3 separate regions of the Mus musculus genome follow, and regions 2 and 3 are each linked to region 1. The links are chromatin contacts, called in public HiCAR-type and promoter capture Hi-C maps. All regions are on one chromosome and are shown on one strand. Each heading gives the region's core, a stretch centred on a gene start, on an enhancer-like site or on the middle of the called end of the contact. The rest is flanking DNA. Distances are from core to core; before and after follow the strand shown.

Region 1 (3,689 bases), core at 538-3,037:
GCTTCACAACGGGGCTTCATATGATCCATTTACACTCCAAGTAGAGTCAAATAAGTGATCTCTGTCTGTCATTCAAGCTGTTCATCAGTGTGTGGTACTTCCCTCCCAGCTCAGGGTAGGATGATGCTTCTGACCCTTCAGTTGAGCCCCTATAAGCGTGCAACTTGTTCTGGCCAGGGAATGTTAGCAGAGGGTCACTTCCTAAAGAAAACAGAGCCAGAGTTTCTCCATGTCCATTTCCTCACCTGCCATGGTGTGCATGACAGTTCAATCAGCCCCAACCCTGAATAAAAAGAACAATGCTGTATACAAGATACACAGGAGGGGGGGAGGGGGAGGGGGAGGAGAAAAAGGAGGGAGGAGAAAAGGGAAGAGGAAGAGGAAAAGGAGGTGGAGGAGAAGGAAACGGAGGGTGCAGAGGAGAAGGAGGGGAGGAGAAGGGGAGGAGAAAAAGGAGGAGGAAAGGAAGGAAGGAGGAAAAGAAGAGGGAAGAGGAAAAGGAGGAGGAAGAAGAAGAAAGAAAGAGAGAGAGAGAGAGAGAGAGAAAGAAAGAAAGAAAGAACGAAAGGAAGGAAGGAAGGAAGGAAGGAAGGAAGGAAGGAAGGAAGGAAGGAAGGAAGAAAGAGAAAGTTATTTCGAATTCTGAACTTTGGGGATTATTGTTATGGTAACATAACATCCCTGATACACTCTATACCTAATTGAAATGTTTTTCTTTCATAGGAAAGAAATGTTGGGGCACCAAGCATCATGGCAAGTTTTACTCTATTCAAAACAGAAGAGGTGTGGACTCTGTACCTTGACAGCATGCACATGAGTTGTAGGTACCTAAGTTACTGACAGTCACTAAAGCTGACTTTTCCCCGTCCCGGCCACAGTGAAACCGCTCAAAGCCCTTAGATAATCTGCAATCTTCAAAATCTCATAGGAAAGCAAAGGGTTTTTTTTACTTTAACCCATTCGTCAAAATCATTTGTAGGTTCACGTTGTCCATTATCAAATGGGGCTTCGTTCTCAGGCACCAAACTGGCTGCTATGCGCCTGTGTCATTGAGGAGAGCTGGGCCTACCCAGGGGGAGATGATTCGAAGAAAAGGAGAAGCCTCTATGCATACACAGCATTAGAGACTCTAACCAAGCCAAAAGGCCACACTATGTGCCTCTCTCTCTCACTTCCAAAAGTGTGAGTCCTGAGCTCAGCATATCTGATTGAGCCCAATATCTGATTGATTTCCTCTGTTTAAAAAAAAATCATTGGGGTTGTTTTGGGGAGTCTGAAATGTATATTTGAGCATTGTGCTCAAACACAGACTTGTAAACTTGGTCACTCATAATATACCTACAACCTGCACAACGTTCCCCCCTCTTCAAAATCGTGTGACTCTGGAAGATTTCCTTCCTTGTTGCGGAAAAGAATTGCTTGAGATTCTCGTTTAAGGGAAAAAAAAACTGTCGATTTGAACTGGTGAGTCAGGGAGGGAGGATGACGTCATATGTTAGCCTGCAATCCCTATGAGGTCCTCTCAGCTCCCTCAAGCTCTCAAACTCAGTCCTCTCCCTAGTTTCCGCGGCAGACACTGCTCCCCGGGTTCCATCCTTTCTTCTTTGGCTTCTTCCCAGCCACAAGCCAGCAGCCTGGCTAGCTAGCAGGGGATAAAGCAGGAAGTTTGACAGCTTAAGCTGGCTGCAGGACCCCTAGTGTTTTCCCCTCTCCGTGTCCTGGCCTGGTTCCCCAGAAGTCCAAACACACGCACAGAGCCCCATTGTTGCCGCCTTCCCCGGCCCACTGATCCTAATATGGAATGCAGCAGGAAACCCACGATTTCCTGACACTCGGCAAGCTGGAGGAAGCGAGGGGGGGGAAACTCCGTTTAAAAGCCCTTCTCTCCTCCATATTAGTTGTGTGGTGGAAAACCGGGCAGGAGTTATCCAAATCCCACCGTGTCATTAGCCAGGCTGGGGATGGGGAGGGTAGAGTGAGATTCTCACGGGCTGCTGATATTTCTAGACTGCCAGGAAGTCCCGGGAAGTCTATGGACATGAGAGTTTCTTAACTCCAGCTCTACCCCCAACTCCACTTCTCCGTTGGGATTGGGAGAAAGGGACAGACCCTTTTCATCCCTCCTCCCAAGAGTGCCTTCCTTCTCCAGCATGGTGAGCTGCGGGGCTCGAGTGTGTCTGGGCTGTGCCTGGGAGAGCCCGGCCAGCCAGAGTCAGGCCGCCTGAGCTCCAGCCTGGGGCCGGTGCCACCGCTCCATGCACTGCAGAAGCCCCAGCAGCTGCTGCGGGAGCCGCCAACATGAGCTGCAGAGAGAGGACCGACAGCAGCTGCGGCTGCAATGGACATGAGGAGAACAGGATCCTGAAGTGCGTGGTGGTCGGGGACGGCGCGGTGGGGAAGACCTGCTTGCTGATGAGCTACGCCAACGACGCCTTCCCAGAGGAATACGTGCCCACTGTGTTTGACCACTACGCAGGTAGGAAAGCGTGGGGACCAACTCCGTCTAGATGAGCGGTGGGGTTCTGGGCACAGCTACCTAGCGTTCAGAGGGACCTGGCTTTCGCCAGAAAGTCACAGACTGATGTGGATCTGGCAGGTACCAGGTAACTCCATCAAGAATGGTGCTAGGATCCTGCGGAGACCCTGTACATCCATTCACATGCTTCTCCTATTGAAACAAATGTGCAATCCTGGGGAAATATCCTCCAGAAATGTTTCTCAACATTTTTGCCTAAACTTTCTTCAACTTTTCACGGTAATTATTTTTTTTTGAAGTGTAGTGTATTGCAAAATATTCCATTTTAAAAAAATCACCGCTAGACACATGGAAAGTGTTCTACTCTCTAAACTTTTTCTACTCCATGCTAGTCATGATCAAACGGCTAATAGAACCAGCTAATAAAACCTTCTTTTTTTTTTTTCCTGGATTACTTGGGGCTTAAATTTTGTACTTTCACTCTTCTGGGATGGTAGATAAGGAGAAAAGTGTCCCACGCTTTTAAATACTAAGTGGAAAATTAAGTAAAAGATGGCTATGTTTTTTAAAGTAAAAAATTCAAATGCAATTAAATCGTTTTCAACTATGTCCTGAAAAGACAAATTTGAGTATCTAGTATTTTAAACCGTGATCACCCCGATGCTGTAGTCACAACTTAATCCTTTCAGGGGAGTTTTAGTGTTTGAGGGTTTGAAGGTTTGTGGTGATGTCAGTCAGCATCATGCCTTGTTTCTTGACATAGCTGCCACCCCTAAGCTTCCCCTATGTGAACTGACCCGTTGCCTTGGACTTACTGTGGCCTCAGTTTTATAGTGCTTTTGAACACTTCGATCGATTGCCCTTGAGTTATCAGAGCTCTGGGGTCTGGTGGAAGGGAAATGTCTCTCTCTTCACCTTGGCTTGGGATCAGGATCAGCCTAAAGGAAGCCCTCACAGGAAGTCAGCCTGGAGCTCTGCTGTGTGGCCATTTGAAATCCTCCCTCCATAGGAAGCAGACGCTTGTCATCCTCTCTGGAGGGCTCCCCCCACCCCCATCTTCCCTTCCTTTTAAGTGGACCTATTTGCAGCAGTGGTACACAGCTGACAGGGGAGGGATTCGCAGCTGGCAAGGGCGTCCATTTCCTATTAGGTCTTTCACTCTGTAGAAATTACCTAGAAATTTGAAGACCAAATTCCTGAGCTTTTCTGAAAA
Region 2 (3,616 bases), core at 672-3,171, 2.0 Mb before region 1:
TACTGGGATAACTGTGGGCTGACATCAAGTTCTTTTAAAACTCCGAGTTCTGCTTTGTCAAAGGAATCAGCAGTAAGCATCCTGTAGGGGTCCAACATGATCAGCCTACTGTCTTCATCCTTGGGATCCTCAATCACTCGCTTTATGCCCGGGCGCTGCAGGGCTACTCTCCTGAGGGCTCGCATCAATCTGTTGACTACTTCTTTCCTCGCTTTAAGCACAGGGATGGACACTGTCTTCTTAAAAGCTGTTCTATCAAGTTCTCTCATTCCTCGAACGTCAGAGGGTGGTGAAAATAATTCACTATCTCTCACACTTGCTTCTATTTCTGGCATGGTTGAGAGTCCTTGTCTTTGACCCAACAAGAAAACAGAAGGCGCTTTCCTAAGTCTCGGCACCAGGGTAAACAACAATATTGATTCACTGGGGTGACACCATTCCACTTGCAAAAGTCTTCTTGAGAATCCAAATAGCTTCCATACGATTCTGGGGAAAATAACAAAACAAAACACCAAACACCATCAAGCTACATGTGAACACATTCACAATGGCTTTTGAGGATGAAAATATAAATTATCTTTCAAGTCACCTGCCAAGTGCTGACAAAAGGTTTGGATGGCAAGGGAGGGCAGTCTCTCTTGCAGGTTAGAATGATCACTGTCCCTGGTAAATAATACATTTGCATTTTCAGTCTATTTGCCCCTATAACAGAAAAATTAGTGGTCTAGCAATCTCCCTATACCCAAAGAACTCTGCTCACAAATTTCGACAGAATACACATAGAATAGGAAGTATGAAATTTGAGTTAAGGGTCATCTCTAAATGAAATGATCACTATATGTGATGCCACCAATGGTAATACTTACTGGGATATTCTTAGGAGATCTTATTTTATTTATTCAACGGGCTGTTGTATCAGAAGCTGTGTTATGAAGTTTGTAAGCTAAGGGGTAAGTTAATCACCCAAAGTTATGTGGCTGCTAAGTGGCTTGGCAAGGCTTAAACGTTCATTAAGGTCTTAAAATGTAGCTCACTGGTAGAAAGCTTGCCTAGCACGCATGAGGTCCTGGGGTCATCCCTAACAGCACATAATATCAGGCATGGTGGTGCCTACCTGTAATCTCAGCATGAGGAAATAGGAGGATTAAAAGTTCAAGGCCAGCCTGGGATGCATTTGAGACCAGACCTCAAAAACAAACAAACAAACAAACAAACAAAAAAAAAAACAAAAGCTTGGTTAAAAATGACCTGAAAGCTGGGGATACAGTTTAGCTAGAAGTGTACCTAGCAAGCACAAGCAAATTCATGGGCTTTCAGCACTACATAGCCTGGGCACAGTGGTGCAGGCACTCAGAAAGCAGATCAGAAATTAAAGTCATCCTCCAGGTTGGTCTGGATACATGAGATTTGTCCCTTCCCATATGACCTTAGTATACTGTTAGGATGTCTATCATAGTGTACTGCCATATGCCATGCCTATAACTAAAAGCTTCAGTATTTTGACAAGGCTTTACTGTGTTGTTTGAAGTAAATGTAGGCGTCCGTTTTCCATCTGTAATATGTGGTTTAAACTATGAAAAGATTTTTGTGGTAATGGGAACCTAATCCCGGCACTTCTCATGCTATCCAATCCTACCACTGGGTGCATCAGCCCTCACCATGCATTTGACCAGCCCCCTACCCAAGGGCTCCGGCCTCGGCTTAGCGGCCGGTGGACAAGGAGATGAATGACCTGGTGGCCTTTTTGCGCTCATTGGGCAAGAAAGAAGAGCACGAGTCCCGCCGCGGTACCGTCAGGTTTTCTACATCACCCGGGACACTACTGCCCCCTCACCAGCTGCACCTTTCCAGGGCCAGCGTCACCCGAGGCCGGCTTCAGACCCGAACCCCTCACCTCATGCTCTGGTGCAGCTCGGAAATAGGGCGTCGGAGGCTGGTGACGTCATCACTGCTGGCCGCGAAGGCAGCGTAGAGTCCGACCCTGTGGACTCGCACCTCTCTTCCGGGCCCGCGATTTGCTACGAGAGCCCGGAAGGGCCAAGCCCGTAGCTCCGCCTCTGAAGCCGCTCAGCCGGGGCGCTTGGGGTTAGGGGAAGCGGCTCCGTGATTTACTTAGCAGTCGGTCGCGGAGCACCATGCAGGCGTCCCGGCACAGCATCCAAGCGGAGCCAGGCTGGTACGTCTCTGCCCAGCAGCCAGAGGAGGCGGTGGCTGCAGACGAGTGGAGTCCGTTGCTAAGCAACGTAAGTGGGCTTTACTGGCTGCGCTGGGTTCCTGTGCGCTTCGGTATCTTTCAGGGCTTGCAAGAGGAGCCTTGGACTGCAGGGGACTGACCCTGGGGTGGGGCCCGAACCACTGACCCCAGGCGAGTTTGGAATGTGGCAGCAGCATGGAGCACTCAGTCAATAGTGAGAGGCTTGGAACACCAGCGGGATGAGCCTCGGTTTTGTGACTCACCATTGCTTTGTGTCATTGTCGCCTCTGTCTCCTCTAGCCTTGTGAGGTCTTGCAAGAACATCACACGATGTTTCTTTTCTGGATTTAATCATGGGGCCAAGGGAAAGATGAGCTATAGGCACTTTAATACTCAAGTCCCTGTAAGTGAAGATGAGGAGAGGTCTCTGGTAATGTGCACATTGCTCGTCCTTAACCTAAAGCCGGTGTAGTGGGCTGTGTGTGCCCGGGGGCCCCGGAGCCTCTTCGGTCTTGAATGTCCAGCCTAGGAGGGCCTTGGGCATGCTAGAAAAACTCCCTAACTCAGAGCTGCTTTCCAGTCCTGCCACTCCACTTTTTATGAATCCCTGGACTGTAACAGCTGATGGTTTGGTTTATGTTGTCCCTGTAAGATATTCCTGCTAATCGACTTAATTCATTAGGCATATAAACAAAAGGTTAGTTTATTGCGGTCCTCGTACTTGAGGAAGAAGAGTTAGGGACAGAAGTTCCATGCTGACACTGGGATTCTTCAGGAAGCACGTGACTGAGGCCCGTTCCTCCTCTGTCTCCACCCTATCTTGATCTCTTGAAGTCACAAGGCTGTGGCTCCCACTGAAGCCAGCTGGGCCCTGCATGGGAGGAAGTAATTTTCCTGGAAGACTCGTTTCCTTGAGTTGCACCAATAGGTCAGAACGGAGGGAAAGGAACAAGTGTTATGTCCAAATGTGCTTTTCCTTGGGGTAATAACTCCTATGACGGAAAGCAACTTGGGAAGGGAAGGGCTTATTTCATCTTACAGCTACAGTCCGTCTTGAAGGAAAGTCAGGGCAGGAATCTGGAGGCAGAAACTGAAACGGGAGACCCGGAGGAAATATTGACTTGCCCCTACTGGCTTGCTCAGTTTGCTCTCCTTCATCCCCAGGAAGGCCTGCCTGCTCAGGGATGCCCCCACCTAAAACAGGCCGTGTCTTGGCCAGTCTCTTTAGGGCATTCTCCCAATTGAGATCCCCTCTTCTCCAATGAGACTAGCCTGTGTTACATGGGCGAAAGAACTAGCCACGTCCTGGTTAATTAGTGTTCACACGATTCCTCAAGTGTGTAGAATGGCTCAGCACACTTTAACTTCCTTCCTCAGGCATTTAATGTGGGTAAATGGTGTGTTTCCAGGAACCTCACAGGC
Region 3 (3,938 bases), core at 473-2,972, 2.3 Mb before region 1:
TCGGCCAGAAGCTCCGCTACGAACCTCCCGGGCCGAGGAACCGCCGCGTCTGCGAGAGGAGAGGAGGGGAGAAGGGAGACTTTTCCCCTTTCTTTCTTTTTCTTTCTTTCTTTTCTTTTCTTTTTTTAAAGCTTTGCTTCCGTGCTCCCGGGAGGGGGAAGCCAGCGACTGGAGCCCTTCTCCTCGCCCGCAGCGGCGGCGGCGGGGCCAGCGAAAGCAACCCGGCCAAGCATGAGGGAGCGCGGCAGGCGGCAGTCTTCTCCCGGCTTGGGGCCTCTGATAGGACACCCAGCAGCGACACCCCCAGTGTCCCCTTTCCAGGGTATTTCTTTTTACAAGACTCCTCCCTTTGTCCAACTAGCGCGAAATGAAGCAGAACTCTCCTCCATAGACTAGCCGGAGAGAATGAGCAGAGAGCCGGGAGGTACTGGGGGCCGAGCGTTCGACTCAGACCAGCTTCAAGACGGAGCGAAAGAGCGGAGGTTCGAGACCTTCCGCCGTACCGAACAGCTTCCCTCGCGATACCAAGCAATACCCCCGTTTCCTCTGATCTACAAACTCCCTGGCCATCCCTTCTCTTCGCCGGAGCCAGCCCGGAGGGCATGAAACAAACCCAACGCCGACCGTTCCCCACACTTTCCCTCACCAAAGAAACCCACGCGCGAGTGCTCCACGCAAACGCGACCCAGTCCCTAACAGGCAACCTCAAGAGTTCATGAACCTTCACAGCAGCGTCGCCGAGGCCGGGGTGCCGCCCCACGGACCTCTGCCGGGTGGCGGCGGGTAGGAAGCTGGTGGCGACGCCTGCGGGGGGCAGAAGGGAGCGAAGGGTGAAACTTCCCGGGGTCACCCGAGCCTGGGCAAGCACGCCGCGTACCTTTCCTTGGCCTCGGCGGCCCGGTCTCTTTGCCTCCGGTTCTTAAACCAGTTGCTGACCTGGGTGGTGGTGAGGCCGGTGGCCTCGGCCAGCTCCCGTTTCTCCCTCGGTGAGGGGTAGGGGTTGTGCGCGTACCACTCCCGCAGCACGCCCCGAGACTTCTCCTTAAAGCAGTAGCTGGTCTCCTCGCCGTCCCAGATGGTCCGCGGCAACGGGAATTTTCGGCGCACCCGATATTTGCCCACGGCACCCAGGGGTCGGCCGCGAAGTTTCTCGGCCTCCACGTAGTGCGCTTTCAGCCACAGCTGCTGCAGTTTGGGGTGATTGTGAGGCGAGAACTGGTGGCTCTCCAGTATCTTGTAGAGCTCGCGGAAGTTGCCGCGGTGGAAGGCGACCACCGCCTTGGCCTTGAGCACGCTCTCGTTCTTGTGCAGGTGATCGCAGGCGGGCAACGACCACAAGAACCTGCCCAGGCGTTCCAGGTTCCCTCCTTGCTGCAGAACTTCGCACACGCACGCCACTTGCTCTTGCGTAAAACCAAACGACGGCAGCATCGACATGGCTGGCGCTGCCGGGGCGCACGGGCCCGGGCGCACGCGGCAGTGAGCAGAGCTGGGAGAGCAGGGGGCGGCTGCCGCGGGGAGGGGGGCGCGGCTGCTCCTAACCCCCTCCCTAGCCTTGGCGCGGGCGAAGAGACCAGTCGAACCTCGGCGGGTGGGAGGCCAAGGAAGACGAAGAGAAGTAGGGGTGAGCTAGACTCCGAGTGGCTGGCGTTCTCTACAGCCTTCTGGGCCTCGCTGGCTCCCGCCTGCCGCCGGGTGGATGCTGCTGGTTGCCGGGGAACTTGGTTTCTGTTCTCCCCGCAGCGGCCTTAAAGCGCGCAGCGTCCCCGACACGCTGATTGGCTGCGAGCGGCGCCTATCCGAAGCTGGCCAGCCTGCGCGCCGCCCGGCCCGGCAGCAAAGCCGCGCCACCCTGCCGCCCCGCGTGGGGAGGGCGAAGCTACCGAGTGCTGCCTAGGATAAGAAGTGGTGGGAGGAGAAGGACCCGGAGAGGTGGGAAGTGAGGTGGGGTCGGGAGGAGGGAACTGGGGTGCTGAAAAGGGTGGTGACCAAGTCAGGACCTTGCGAAGCGGCGCCCTCTTTGGTGTCACCTAAGGGGAGCCTCACGCAGCACAAATCAATGGCTGCAGACGTTCTAATGACCCTCTTCTCCATATTCTTAGCCCTGTCTCTTGCAGTCTTGGCTTTTCCCGGTGAGCTCATATTTAATTACCTTAATGTTAAGATGAATAAATAATGGATTGATGAATAGCTTATGGAATGAGATAAATAATACAAAAGGAGACTAGGGTTCTGTGCTGCAAGCACTCTGAAAGTGGCTTCTTCCAGGTTTGGTTCCTGGAGGTGAAGACAAACCTAGCCCCCCACCCCCACCCCCACCCCCACCCCCCAACTCCTACACCCTTTCTCTTCCTAACTCCTAACACCTCCTAAAGGTCTCAAGGACTCTGATCTGGGCAACATTCCCCTCATTCTCAAAGTGCCTCTAGAAGAGGGATCAGAAGGGTTGACCCTGGCACTGTAGCATAGAGACACCAGGGCTTCATCTGCAATTTAGAATCTTGCTGTCCATAGACTTCTGGACTCAGTTTCCCCAGTTGTACGGTTGCGTTTTTTCAAAGCAACCCCTGCTACCGATGGATGCTGAAAAGCTTTACTTGCCATTAGCAAAAAAAAAAAAAAAAATTGGGGAACCTCATGCAAAAGGCGCTGAATGGGGTGTAAATTAAATAAAACTGCGCCCAGCTCCAATAACTGTCTGGTTGTAACATAATCCTTGCCCTGCTCTGAGAGGGACACTGCCCTCTAAGCTAGAACCACAGTGGCTCCAAGAAGATTAAATAAAGTGTGTGTGTGTGTGTGTGTGTGTGTGTGTGTGTGTGTGTTTGCAATGCTGGCCTATTTTACTGCCAGCCAATGAGATGTGTCCTGCAATTTAAGTTCCATCATCTGCTATTTTGTTTCTGTGGGGAGAATGCTTAGTAAAACTGCACAGACAAATGAAGCTGTAATTAACTTAAGCCTCATTTGCACACCTTGTTCCAAAGCAATTATTAAAAAGATTTCAAAAACAATTAGCCTCTCTAAACAAAGATAATCTATTGTCAGTGGCTAAGTCAAGCAAGAGATAAGAACAATGGGTGGAGATAAGGGAAGGTGGAGGGAGAGTGACTTTATGACTATACTTATCTCTGATTAGATAAGTTGAAAACAGAATTTTAAGTACACTTCAAAAATGCTTTTGATTCCGGTGTGCCCTCTTAGGGAGTGGCAGGGAGCAAACACTGGGCTCTTCAAACTAGCTTGTCTCCTTGCCGTGGTTTGATTCCATCAGCCAAAGAACTCTTTGCATTTTGAGATCCAAGTGAGAGAAGGGATTCCCTTTGTATTATTTAGATGTTTTTTTAAAAAATGCACCCAGTTCAGTGCACCCTGCTACATGCCTTTCAACATCATAAAGGGTTCCCACCTCAGGGCTGTTTCCCTGGAGAGATTGTAAGTAGCCAGAAAACCTCTTCTCTGATGAGCTCCCACACAAGGCTTTCTGCTTCCTTGAAACTCCGTCTACCCTGAGCAATTAAACCTTGGAAGCAGATGCTGATATGTCATTACATTTAGGCTTGGGTTTTTTTTTTAAATATATAAAATGCATTTAATGGTATTTATCATTTCAAAAGAGCTCCTGCCACATGGTATGCCTGATGACTTACTTTCTAAACTGGAAGCCTGGCACTGCTGAGCCCAAGGCTGTGTGCCTGGTAATTTTCCCTCGCTGTCTTATTTTAGTGCTCATGACGTTTCAGTTGAAGTCTTGGGGAACTGTAGTGTCCTGCCAAGAGGAATGTCTCTGCTTGGAACAGTCCTTATTGACATGGCAGCTGTGTGAGGACCAGAATGGGGACTTATACGGGCTCTCAAAATCAGTACCCTAAAGTCTGGAACAAGTGTGCACAATTAAAATGGGAAGAGGGTTATAAGCACAACCACATCTCTTAAAA

The links. HiCAR-type assays count read pairs that join an accessible place to other places. Capture Hi-C pulls out chosen DNA fragments and counts their contacts.
Region 2: a contact with region 1 is called in a HiCAR-type map of astrocytes, with 6 times the contacts expected there. The contact joins the promoter of Trmt5 here to the promoter of Rhoj in region 1.
Region 3: a promoter capture Hi-C map of pancreatic islet shows a contact between it and region 1. The contact joins the promoter of Six1 here to the promoter of Rhoj in region 1. A contact is called at or near these places in 1 of 39 promoter capture datasets (hippocampal neurons) and 2 of 9 other capture datasets (embryonic tail and pancreatic islet).

The regions. Positions count from the first base shown.
Region 1 is chr12:75,306,526-75,310,214 of GRCm38.p6, forward strand. Rhoj (ras homolog family member J) reads left to right here and starts at 1,788. Exons shown (of 5, transcript NM_023275.2): 1 at 1,788-2,476. The coding sequence starts at 2,299.
Region 2 is chr12:73,284,790-73,288,405 of GRCm38.p6, forward strand. It overlaps Trmt5 (TRM5 tRNA methyltransferase 5), which reads right to left and starts at 1,922. Exons shown (of 5, transcript NM_029580.3): 1 at 1,895-1,922; 2 at 1-486. The coding sequence starts at 1,899. It overlaps Slc38a6 (solute carrier family 38, member 6), which reads left to right and starts at 2,059. Exons shown (of 16, transcript NM_001037717.3): 1 at 2,059-2,243; 2 at 3,604-3,616. The coding sequence starts at 2,136.
Region 3 is chr12:73,044,990-73,048,927 of GRCm38.p6, forward strand. Six1 (sine oculis-related homeobox 1) reads right to left here and starts at 1,723. Exons shown (of 2, transcript NM_009189.3): 1 at 878-1,723. The coding sequence starts at 1,437. It overlaps Gm51264 (predicted gene, 51264), which reads left to right and starts at 896; the gene lies at 896-959.